Regions from separate parts of the Oryctolagus cuniculus genome. Here region 1 is linked to region 2. The links are chromatin contacts, called in public Micro-C maps. All regions are on one chromosome and are shown on one strand. Each heading gives the region's core, a stretch centred on a gene start, on an enhancer-like site or on the middle of the called end of the contact. The rest is flanking DNA. Distances are from core to core; before and after follow the strand shown.

Evidence for each region. A called contact is a pair of places that touch in the nucleus more often than the background predicts.
Region 1: a contact with region 2 is called in a Micro-C map of ear pinna, with 4 times the contacts expected there. The contact joins the promoter of GM2A here to the enhancer-like site in region 2. A contact is called at or near these places in 3 of 6 Hi-C or Micro-C datasets (ear pinna, psoas muscle and an unstated tissue).

The regions. Positions count from the first base shown.
Region 1 is chr6:38,334,745-38,339,580 of mOryCun1.1, forward strand. It overlaps GM2A (ganglioside GM2 activator), which reads left to right and starts at 3,298. Exons shown (of 4, transcript XM_002710320.5): 1 at 3,298-3,665. The coding sequence starts at 3,576.
Region 2 is chr6:38,125,626-38,130,506 of mOryCun1.1, forward strand. No RefSeq gene overlaps it. Among named protein-coding and RNA genes, the nearest start is that of ZNF300, 8.6 kb to the left of the region's middle. Within about 2 kb of position 2,091, at least 6 of the 8 cell types and tissues checked have an H3K27ac peak or open chromatin away from gene starts, as enhancers often do. A contact at or near this core is called in ear pinna, where this site is marked.

The DNA.
Region 1 (4,836 bases), core at 2,048-4,547, 210 kb after region 2:
TTTTAAAAAATGAGGAAGCTGAAGCCACAGAGGCTGAGGTCCTTGTCCAGGCTCTCATAGCAGCAGGTGTCAGGGCAGGGTACAAACCTGGGGTCTGTCTGACATGGAGAAACCATTCTGTCCAGCCACTGTGCCATCCCTCCGGCCACCCTGGTTACAGTCTTACTTTCCAGACACTGTGCCTGTGGACTCCAAGTCCTTCATCTGCACCTGCCAGGTCCCCTCAGCTGCTCACAGAGAAGTCCTCTAAGGCAGCTGGGAGAAGCCACCTTCTACTGCCCAAGGTCATGGACCTCTTGGGCAGTAATGGACTGGGTCTGAGACTTAGCAGTGGGAAAGAAGTGGGTAGTGGGGTGTAGAGGACTTGGCTGCTACAAAGATGGAGAAGGCCTGATGCCGGGGGGTGTGGGGTCTGTGTAGCCCCCTTCCTGTCTCCCAGTGAGGCTCCAGGTCCTACGAATGTTGACACTGTGCACCCCACAGGCACAGGGAGCAGACACACAAAGGCATCCCATCTGGTCTCTGGATCAGCCTCAGGAGCAAGGGCTTCTAGCTTCTCTTCTGCTAACAGCGTGACACTGGGCAAAGTTTCTTCTGTGGACCTCAGTGCACTGTGCGTAATGAGGGACTGGGCTAGATGGGAGGGGAAGAGCTTACTGCAACCGGAAGGTCATTAGTTGGGAGCTTAGTGACCATTACTGTGTCAATGCTGGGTTCTTAGTTTTGTGTTTCAGATTGCCACAATGTTTTCATTAATATCCAACTGCTAGCAACAGCCTTCCTTACCCGGGTGCAGAGTGATCCACACTTAAGGATCCTGACAACCCGTCACCCACCACTGCTCTTTGTCTAGACACCGCATCTGGCAACACCTTCACAATGTCTTTTTCCAGTAACACAGAGCCGCCAGAGCTGCTAGTGACGCCCTAGGCCACTTGAGACCCACAGGTGGGGCTCCGGCTCACAAAAGGAGGAGGCAGAGGCGCTGTCTCTGACGCTTGGATACTTCGCTCTTTTTACCTGCACTTTTGTCTTTGACCTGAACATGAAGTGGGGCTGATCTGGACTCCGAAGGAGCAGGCGGCAGGAAGCCACCGCAGCGCCATCTGGTGGGGCGCCCGAGCTCCGCCCGGCCTCCCGGCTGCACTCTCCTCCCGCACACAGCCATTCCCCTCAGCCCCTTCTGTCCAGGGACGCCACAGGGATCTCCAGACTGGCCACTTGGAGGCCCAGACCTGCGCGGTCAGAGAGCGCTGAGCCACTGGCCCTGGAGGCGACCAGGAAATGGTGCCATGCCCTGTATTTGGGGTCTTTCCTGTGGGGAGCATGAGAGTCTGCGAGGACCGAGGCAGAGGGTTTGTCTGCATCAGGACCATGCCATGCACAGCTGGCTGGGGTGTTCCTGACCCGGATGGGCATCAGCACCTCGCCAGCTCCTCTACCAACACCATGCTGCTCCGCCACTTGCCGCAGACTCAAGGCCAGGAACATTTGCTGGGGTCTGCGTGGCATGGCGTGGCATGGCGTGGCGTGGTGTGGCGGGGCGATCCCGTGGGTGCTATGGGAGGGCGGGGCTGCAGCTCAGGCTCCCAGCGGCCTGCAAACTGGCGAGGAGGCAGCATAGGTTCTCAGTTGTAACCACACAGAACGCATCGGCCTTTTCACCTTCTGGTGGACAAAAGCCAGACTTGTGCCTCATGAGAGTGTCTGTCCAATTCGACAGGCAAATAATGCCTGCCGGAGAATTCCAGGAGCTGGCCTGGAGACAGCCAGCTGAAGTTGCAAAGTAACTTGGGGCAGCTCAGTCAGCCCGACCAGAGCTTGGACTGTGACTAGGGCTGAGAGTCCCCACCGCGATGCCACCCAGCCCCTTCCCACCAGCCAGAGACCCCTGTGCAGCTGGCCCTGTCCCGTGATCCCATGATGGCAGTCAGGCAGTTAAATCTGTATTTCCTTATATAAATTTCAGTTCTCTCTCCTTATGGGAAAGGGTGCATGAGGCCCAGGCAATAGCATGCCACCTTCCCCAATGGCTAGCAGCCTGCACAGACTTGTCTGTTTGCTTCCAGTCCTTGTCCCCTGAATTACTAGGTTCTCTTGTGAGAAGTACCACACTTGGGTTCCATAACAGTACCTATTGTGATGTTAGCAACAGGGGAGACTGGAGGAGTTCTGTACTACTTTTGAGACTTTTCTATATAAACCTAAAACTAATTCAAAAATTAAAAGTTTGTTTTAAAAAAAGATGATTACAGGGCTGGCGTTGTGGTGTAGTGGGTTAAGCCTCGCCTTGCAGTGCCAGCATCCCATATGGGTGCTGGTTCAAGTCCTGGCTGCTCCTCTTCTGATCTAGCTCTCTGCTATGGCCTGGGAAAGTGGTGGAAGATGGCCCAAGTGCTTGGGTCCCTGCATCCGTGTGGGAGACCCAAAAGAAGCTCCTGGCTTTGGATCAGCTCAGCTCTAGCTGTTGCGGCCATTTGGGGAGTCTCTCCCTCTCTCTCTCTGTAATTCTACCTCTCAAATAAATAGATAAAATCTTTCTAAAAATAAAGATGAATAGATGAGTTTTAAATTCTGCTCACACATTCATTTGTTCACAGCCATTGGGTGCCTGCTACATGCCCAACACTGGGAATCTGTTAGTGACACAAGTCCGCGGACTGGTGGTAACTCGGTACAAATGCTATTCCCTTAAAAACACAATCCAGCCTCAGCTAACGCAGTCACCTAACCAAGTGCCGGCTGATGGTGTGTAGAATCTCGGCCTTGCTCTACCTTCTCCCAGCTGCGTGGCCCTGGTAGAGCTATCACTGTGTATCAGATGCCTAGTGCTAACACAGGGCAAAACAACCTGGGTTCTTTCAAAAGACAGTACTTACGGTTAGCTATAGTAATAACTATAAGGCAGCGATTCCTCACATGGATGAGGAAGCTAATGTCAACACGCGGCTGACATTTCTGTCAAGAAAGACTTGGTTGCGCAAACACTGAATTCGTGGGTTCCTAGAAGTGCTTACCGCGGTCACGGTCGATGAGCGAGACTCGGAAAACGCCGTTCGGCTCCTTCCTGGTCCGGCGCTCCGCCCCGCCCCTCCTCGGCGCTCAGCTCCGCCCCTCCTCGGCGCTCAGCTCCGCCTCTCCCCGGCGCTCAGCTCCGCCCCTCCCCGGCGCTCAGCTCCGCCCCTCCCTGGGGCTCCGCCCCGCCCCTCCTCGGCGCTCAGCTCCGCCCCTCCCCGGAGCTCAGCCCAGCCCCCCCGCCAGGGGCTCTTCTCCCTCCCTGGCCTTACCGAGCCCCGCCCCTTCTCGGCGCTCCCCGCCTCTCTCCGCCCTTTCCCCACCCTCCGCCCAGGAGGAGGACCTGGATTCCCAAGCTGGGAGGGCCTCAAGGAGGCGGAGCCGGGAGACTCCCGTCCCATTCCGGGCTGGACCGGGAGGGGCGGGGCGACCCCGCGAGTGGCTGGGCTCTGCTTTGCATAGCAATGCCCAGCTTTGCATCATCAGTGCAGGCAGGCATTTAAAGACGCAGCCGCCGCGGCAGACTGTGCAGTGAGCGTGGCGTGGAACCGCCCTTCGCGATGCACTCTCCGATGCAGGTTGCTCTCCTGGTCGCCTTGGGCTTGCTCCTCGCCCACCCCGCGTCCCCTGCGCACCTTCTCCAGAACCAGGTGAGTGCCTCCTGCTTTAGGAGTTTAATGGCAGCCTGCCCGCCCCCGGGTGTGTGCGGCTCCGAGTGGGATGAAGGGGTGGCCACTGTTCCTAGAGTTGCTTCTCCGCCGTCGGGGCCCCAAACCGCTAATTCTGGGACTCTTGGTCCTTCAGCTGACCTCCAAGGCCCTGTTCAGCCCCCCGGCTCGTTTGCAGGGGTTCATCTCACTTCTGCTCTCCTGCTCTTTTCTGAGCGCAAAACGAAGGCGCCAATCCCAGGCCCAGAGATTCTGCCCCGTTGCCCTGCTCCCTGCTCGCCTCCCACGCCGTGACTTCAAGTCACTCCAGGATAAGGCCTGGCACCCCGTCCCTCCGCCTGTTCCAGTGCTCCGGGTTTTCCTGAGGGGTGGGTGGGTTTGAGAGCCGTGCAGGCCAGAGGGTCCACGCTGGCCCATCTGGTGACAAAGATCCGGCCCTGAGACCCCTCTGCTCCTTGTGGTGAGACACCAAGAGGCCAACCCCAACTCCACATCCCGCCTCTCGCCCCCCCCCCACCCCTTCCAGCTTCCCTGTTCACTCCACAGCACCTCATGCTGCAGACCCCTGGGAGAGGGAAGTGCTATCATTTTGAGAACTAAGCAGCTCACTCCCACGTCCTCTTTGCTGCATAGCTGGGCAAGACACATCTCTGGAGCAGAGGAGTCTGCTCTAGATCGCTTCCCTCCCTATACCCTGGGAAGCTTTGAGAGCTAGGAACAGTGCCAGATGTGCGACTCTTTCTCTGCCCCAGTCCATGGAATGCATGCACCTTGCTCTCCTCAGTAAGATGGGTGTGATGCCAACCGGCTTCTTGGAGAGTTGTGAATGAAGGCAGAGGCTTTCGTGAATGAGAGAGCTCTAAAATTGCAAGTGAAGTGATAGCAGCCAGCAGGCTTGGCCTCACCGTGCCTGGGTGGCAGGCTGTCTGTTCTGCCTACTTAATGAAGGAGCAGGGGCCTGAGTGTGGGTTGAGCTTGTTTGTCTTGGCTCCAGGTCAGTCCACTATGAGGTAGGGTTTGCATGCAAGCCCTGCACTTGCTCCTCTGTGACCTGGCTACGGATGCCTTGGCACACTAGAGGGTCCCCTGCTGGCAGTTTAAGAGAGGTACTGGATGGCCGGCGCCGCGGCTCAATAGGCTAATCCTCCACCTA
Region 2 (4,881 bases), core at 841-3,340:
GCCTGCAATGCCAGCATCCTATATAGATGCTGGTTCAGGTCCTGGCTGCTCCACTTCTGATCCAGCTCTCTGCTATGGCCTGGGAAAGTGGTGGAAGATGGCCCAAGTCCTTGACCTGAAAGAAGCTCCAGGTTCCTGGCTTTGGATCGGCCCAGCCCCAGCCATTGTGGCCATTTTGGGAGTAAACCAGCAGATGGAAGTCAGTCAGTCTCTCTCTCTCTCTCCCTCCCTCCCTCCCTCCCCCTCTCTCCCCCTCTCTCACCCTCTCCCTCTGTAATTCTGCCTATTAAATAAATAAATCTTTTTAAAAAGAAAGAAACTGGCTACTTGTAGCAGAGCACTGGAACCCTGCACCCTTAATGTGAATCCAGCAGGCCCTTAGAGGCAGAGGTGGGAGAGAGACTTCCAGGAGAGAAAACACAGAAGGTTTTGGAGGTAATAAATACGTATTTGGTGATGGCAAGGGGGTCGTTGTGCCTGGAGAGTGAAAGAGAAGGAGTCTGAAGAGAGAACCCAGGAGGAGAAAGCTGTGCCAGGTGGGAGAGGCCTGTGAACAGCAAGCCAAGGAGATCCTGTTGCATTTTATATTCAGGGAGGAACCAACCAAAAGGAATGGCATTGTGTGGGCTTAATGAGGATTCCTGTGGGGCATTGCATAATGGAACAAGGAGACTGGTTGGGGGGTGTTAATCCTTGCTCACAGATAACTGGAGAAGGAATGAGAGCTGAAGGAAATGACTGAGATAAAATCCACCGCATTTGCATCTCATTAGATGTTGGGGAGAGGGCAACACTGTGATTAAGGTTTGGGCAGCTGGGAGAATGTGAGCGCGTGCACCAGGCAGGGAGAGGTGCTTCACTTTGCTTACACAGGGCGGGAATCTGATGGGACGTCTGGGAGGACATGGTAACGGAGAGAGCCGGCACATTCAGACCTGACAACCTGCATCTCCACCGCCAGCTCTGTGTCCTAGAGAAACTCCATCACAGGTGCACAAGACAGTTTACAAGAGACGTTCCTGGCAGCATTATCTGTGGCAGTGAAAGGCCTGGTGGGAGGAGGAGCCGGTTCATAAACCACTGTGCAGTGACTGCAAAGGAAGTGGACAAAAGGCACTGACACGGAAAGATCTCCAAGACAGGGAGTGGGCGAGAAAAGCAAGCAGTAGCACCATAATAGTGTATTGTATGACTTAAGGAAAAAGCAGACACACCAAACAAAAATGCTGCTGCATATATATTTTAAATGGTATGTGGGCAGGCATAGAGAAAATTCTGGAAGGATAAACACTACTAATTGTGCTAAAGGAGAAGAGTTGTGATAAAAATGAGGAGAGAAGGAATAGTTACATGGGATTTTAGCCATAGTTGTCAAGTTTTATTTCACAAGAAAGTAATCATATATTACTTATGTGAATATAAGTTCTCAAAACTGTTTCAAAAAGATAGATTTTATGGGAAGAGAGAATGGAGACAAGGACTGGATATCTGAGACTGTGGGTACGGCACTGTTACTGGGAACACTGGGAGAGGTTTCTGGAACCCAAGGTGGAGGGAGAGCCCACTGCACTCAGCAGCCCTGCAGACAGCGGCCAGCAGGATGGGTTCTGTGAGCCCAGCTGGCTTTCAACACCTTGCAATTACAGCCACGTTCCTGTGTCCTCAGGGTCACATGGCCCACCATTGCCTTGGCAGGGGATGCTGTTTGTTCTTTCTGAGTTGTAAGTATCCGGACTTCAGCCAGTGTTTGTGTTTGGAAATATTCCTCCTCTCCACAGTGGGATTCTTAGTGTTTTTATTCCACGCCTTCAAACTGCCTGTGCAATTCACTTCTTTCCGTTCCTGCTCCAGCAAACAGCTGCCTCCTCTCCTGTCTCCATTCCAGAAAATTCCCACTCTAGGTCACTTTTAAGAGCATTACCGTGGGGAGTGATGGGGCTCACAAAGTAGCACCCCAAGTGAAAGGCTCAGAAGCAAAGTCTCTCTCTGACCTCCTCCTGCCCTCTTGCCTCCTGCCTCCTTGTCTCTTACCCAAGCCAAGCCACAGACTAGAATTTCACTTCCTCAAGGCAGGCATAGAAACGAGAGCCCCTTTTCCCCAAAGCCAGGCACAAAGCTTAAAAATATACTCTCATTTCCCCTTGCCTTTCTGTCTCAGAGCTGGTCGTAAAGCAATTCTAACCTACCTTGTTGCATCATAGGTCATAAGACCCTCATTTCAGAAGGGGTCCTGCCCCACCCTAGGGAGGAAGGAGAGCTGCATAGAGAAACCAAGAAGAAACCCTTGCTGGGTTTCCCCACTCAACCTGTCAGCGCTAGATCACTCTCTCTGTGGCCAATCCCATCTCTACACGGTTGTCCACGCTTCATTGAACCTAAGCATGAAAACTGCTAACATACACTGGGTCTTTGAGTCTCCCATCTGAAGGCTGCTACGTCAGATAAAATTTGGATCAAAAAAAATTTCTTGACGCTTTTGTCTTGTTGACCTGTTGTAGGGGTGTCAGGTAAGACCCTCTATGAAGGACAGGATGGGGATCACCCCCTTTCCCACCCCTGCAGGGGCCTCCTGAAATTTCTCAGGGGACATTAGGCATGCATGTGGCTAATTCTGAATGAGCATACAGGTGGCAGGCCCTATGCTAACTTCAGAGAAGTATCTCAGTTGATCCTTCCGACAACCCCAGTAGGACAGTCCTATGGTAACTTTCATTCCACAACTGAAACTATGGTTGTCACCAAGGTTGCACAAACTGGGAAGTGGTGGACGACTCTGTGTCTTATTATGTGAGTCTGTCCTGTGATTGATGGGAGGGGGCATGGCAGAGCTGGACTAGGGGACAACTTCCCAGGTGTGCCAGAGGGTGGCCTTTATGGCCATTATCTCATTTGATTTCCCCACAGTGCTCTAATGATGGGGGTCATTAGGGAAAATGAGGAGTTGAGTCAAGCTCTGTAATTCCCTTAAAGTGGCCAACTCTGGGTTAAGGGCTTTTAGCACCCATTAACTCCCTGTGTGGCCTTGAGCCAGGCTGCAAGGCAGGGCGCAGGCTAACTCGCCATGGTCCTTTCTGGCCCAGCCCTCCAAGGATCAGCAAGTTCCTAGCAGCTGCTCCTCCCAGTCTGGAAATTCTTGGCCGGAACCCCCTGCTTTCCAAACCTGCCCATCCCAGGAGACAAGCTAAGTGGTGGAGGAGCCAGTTTCCTGAGTTAATAAACAGGCTGTTTATAGCTGGGAGCAGTCATGGGGCAGGCAGCCACAGGCCGGGAGGTCACACTGCTTCCGAAGGCTGCGGGTTTCTCGTAAACACCGGCCAGGGAGCCTCCTGGTGTGAGAGGGGCTGGAGAACCACTGCTCACGCTGGGCAGCGCCCCAGAGCCCCTGTACTGGCTGCCCGCCCCTCTCTCCAATCCTGCTTGCCGGTCACTGGTTCCCTTTCTTCTCTAGTGGGCAGAGGCTGTGTGTTCATAGGAGGCCCACCTGAGAACTTTGCAAAGGCAGGCCTCCTCCGTGTGCTCCTCTGTAAAGCGGGGGTAACAGTGGCCCCCCACCGGCTGGAGGCATGGGGAGTGGCCTGCACTGTGTCTGGCACCCACAGTGGATGTGCACAACATGTCCTGTCCCCTCCTCCCCCGCCACTCTCCCCTTCCTCCCCAGTGCCGGCCCCTGCTCCAGCCCTGTCCCTGTCCCTGGCTGCGCCCTGCCACTTCCCCTGAGTGCTTTTGCTTTTTCAGAGAGGGGACGAAGGAGCCCCTGGGAAGAGGGCTGACCACTTTGGGGCCAGTCTGGGCTAGGCACTTCCCCCAAAAGGCCACACCCTAGAGAATGCCTGCTTCTAAATAAAATAGCCCACAGGATTCGGGGGTGGAGGGAGGATGTAGAAAGGGAAAGGCCAGGATGTGGAAACCTTTGGCTGATTTTTGCCCTCAGTCCAGCTCTCCCAGTGGCTTCATGATGAGACGTCATTGCATAAATTGCTGTGTGACTTTGGGCAAGTACCATTCACTCTCTGGGTTCCCGTGAAGTGTGGGATAGCAGTAAAGAGGAGAAGCACAGTCCCCGGAGCCAGATGATCTGAGATGCAACCCCACGCCTACCACTTACTCACTTGGAGTACTCTCTGCCTCAGTTCCTCCCCCTGGAAAATGGGATTGATAGGATCTCTGCCTTGTAGGGTTATGATGGGGATTCAGTAAAGGTGTCCGTTTAAAGCACTTGGAATAGAGCCTCGCCCGCAGCTGGCATTCAGGGAGTCTTGGCTCTTGTGTCTAAGTGGGGAGGTAGGGCAGGGGTAGGTGTGCGTGTGCGGAGAGCCGGGTGTTCTCCAAGGGCATTGTAAAGTCCTGACTCTGCACTTTCCTCCTCTGTTGACTCCTGGGTCAGAATAGGACAGAATGCTGAACCTCAAGGATTTGGCTGTCCCACGGAGGCCATTGGAGGCTGGGCAAAGACTTTCAACAGCAGACGGAGCTCTTGGGGATATTCTGCAGAAAGCAAGGACGACTTGGTCTGGGCTCACAGCACTGGGATGAGCTGGGGAATCACCCATGCTGAGGGCACGGCAGGGCTGTGAGTGGAAGAGAGCGGCAGGTTCAGGCTGCAGGCCCCCATTCTATAGCTAAGATACTGGGGCCACCATTGGCATCTTTCATAATCAGAAGCATGCAATGCGGAGAGACCCTTTCCCAGGCTCTGCAGCTAAAGCTTTCCCATGTATTATCTCAGTCCGGCCAAAATGCCCCTTGACACGAGAGGAAAGTTGCCTCACCCAAGGTGAAACAGACAGAAAGGGGCAGAGCTGGGATCTGAATCCAGGTTTCTCTGACGCCAGACCCAGGGTTCTCAGGCCGAACTCTTATTGCTTCCTGACGCCTGCATTA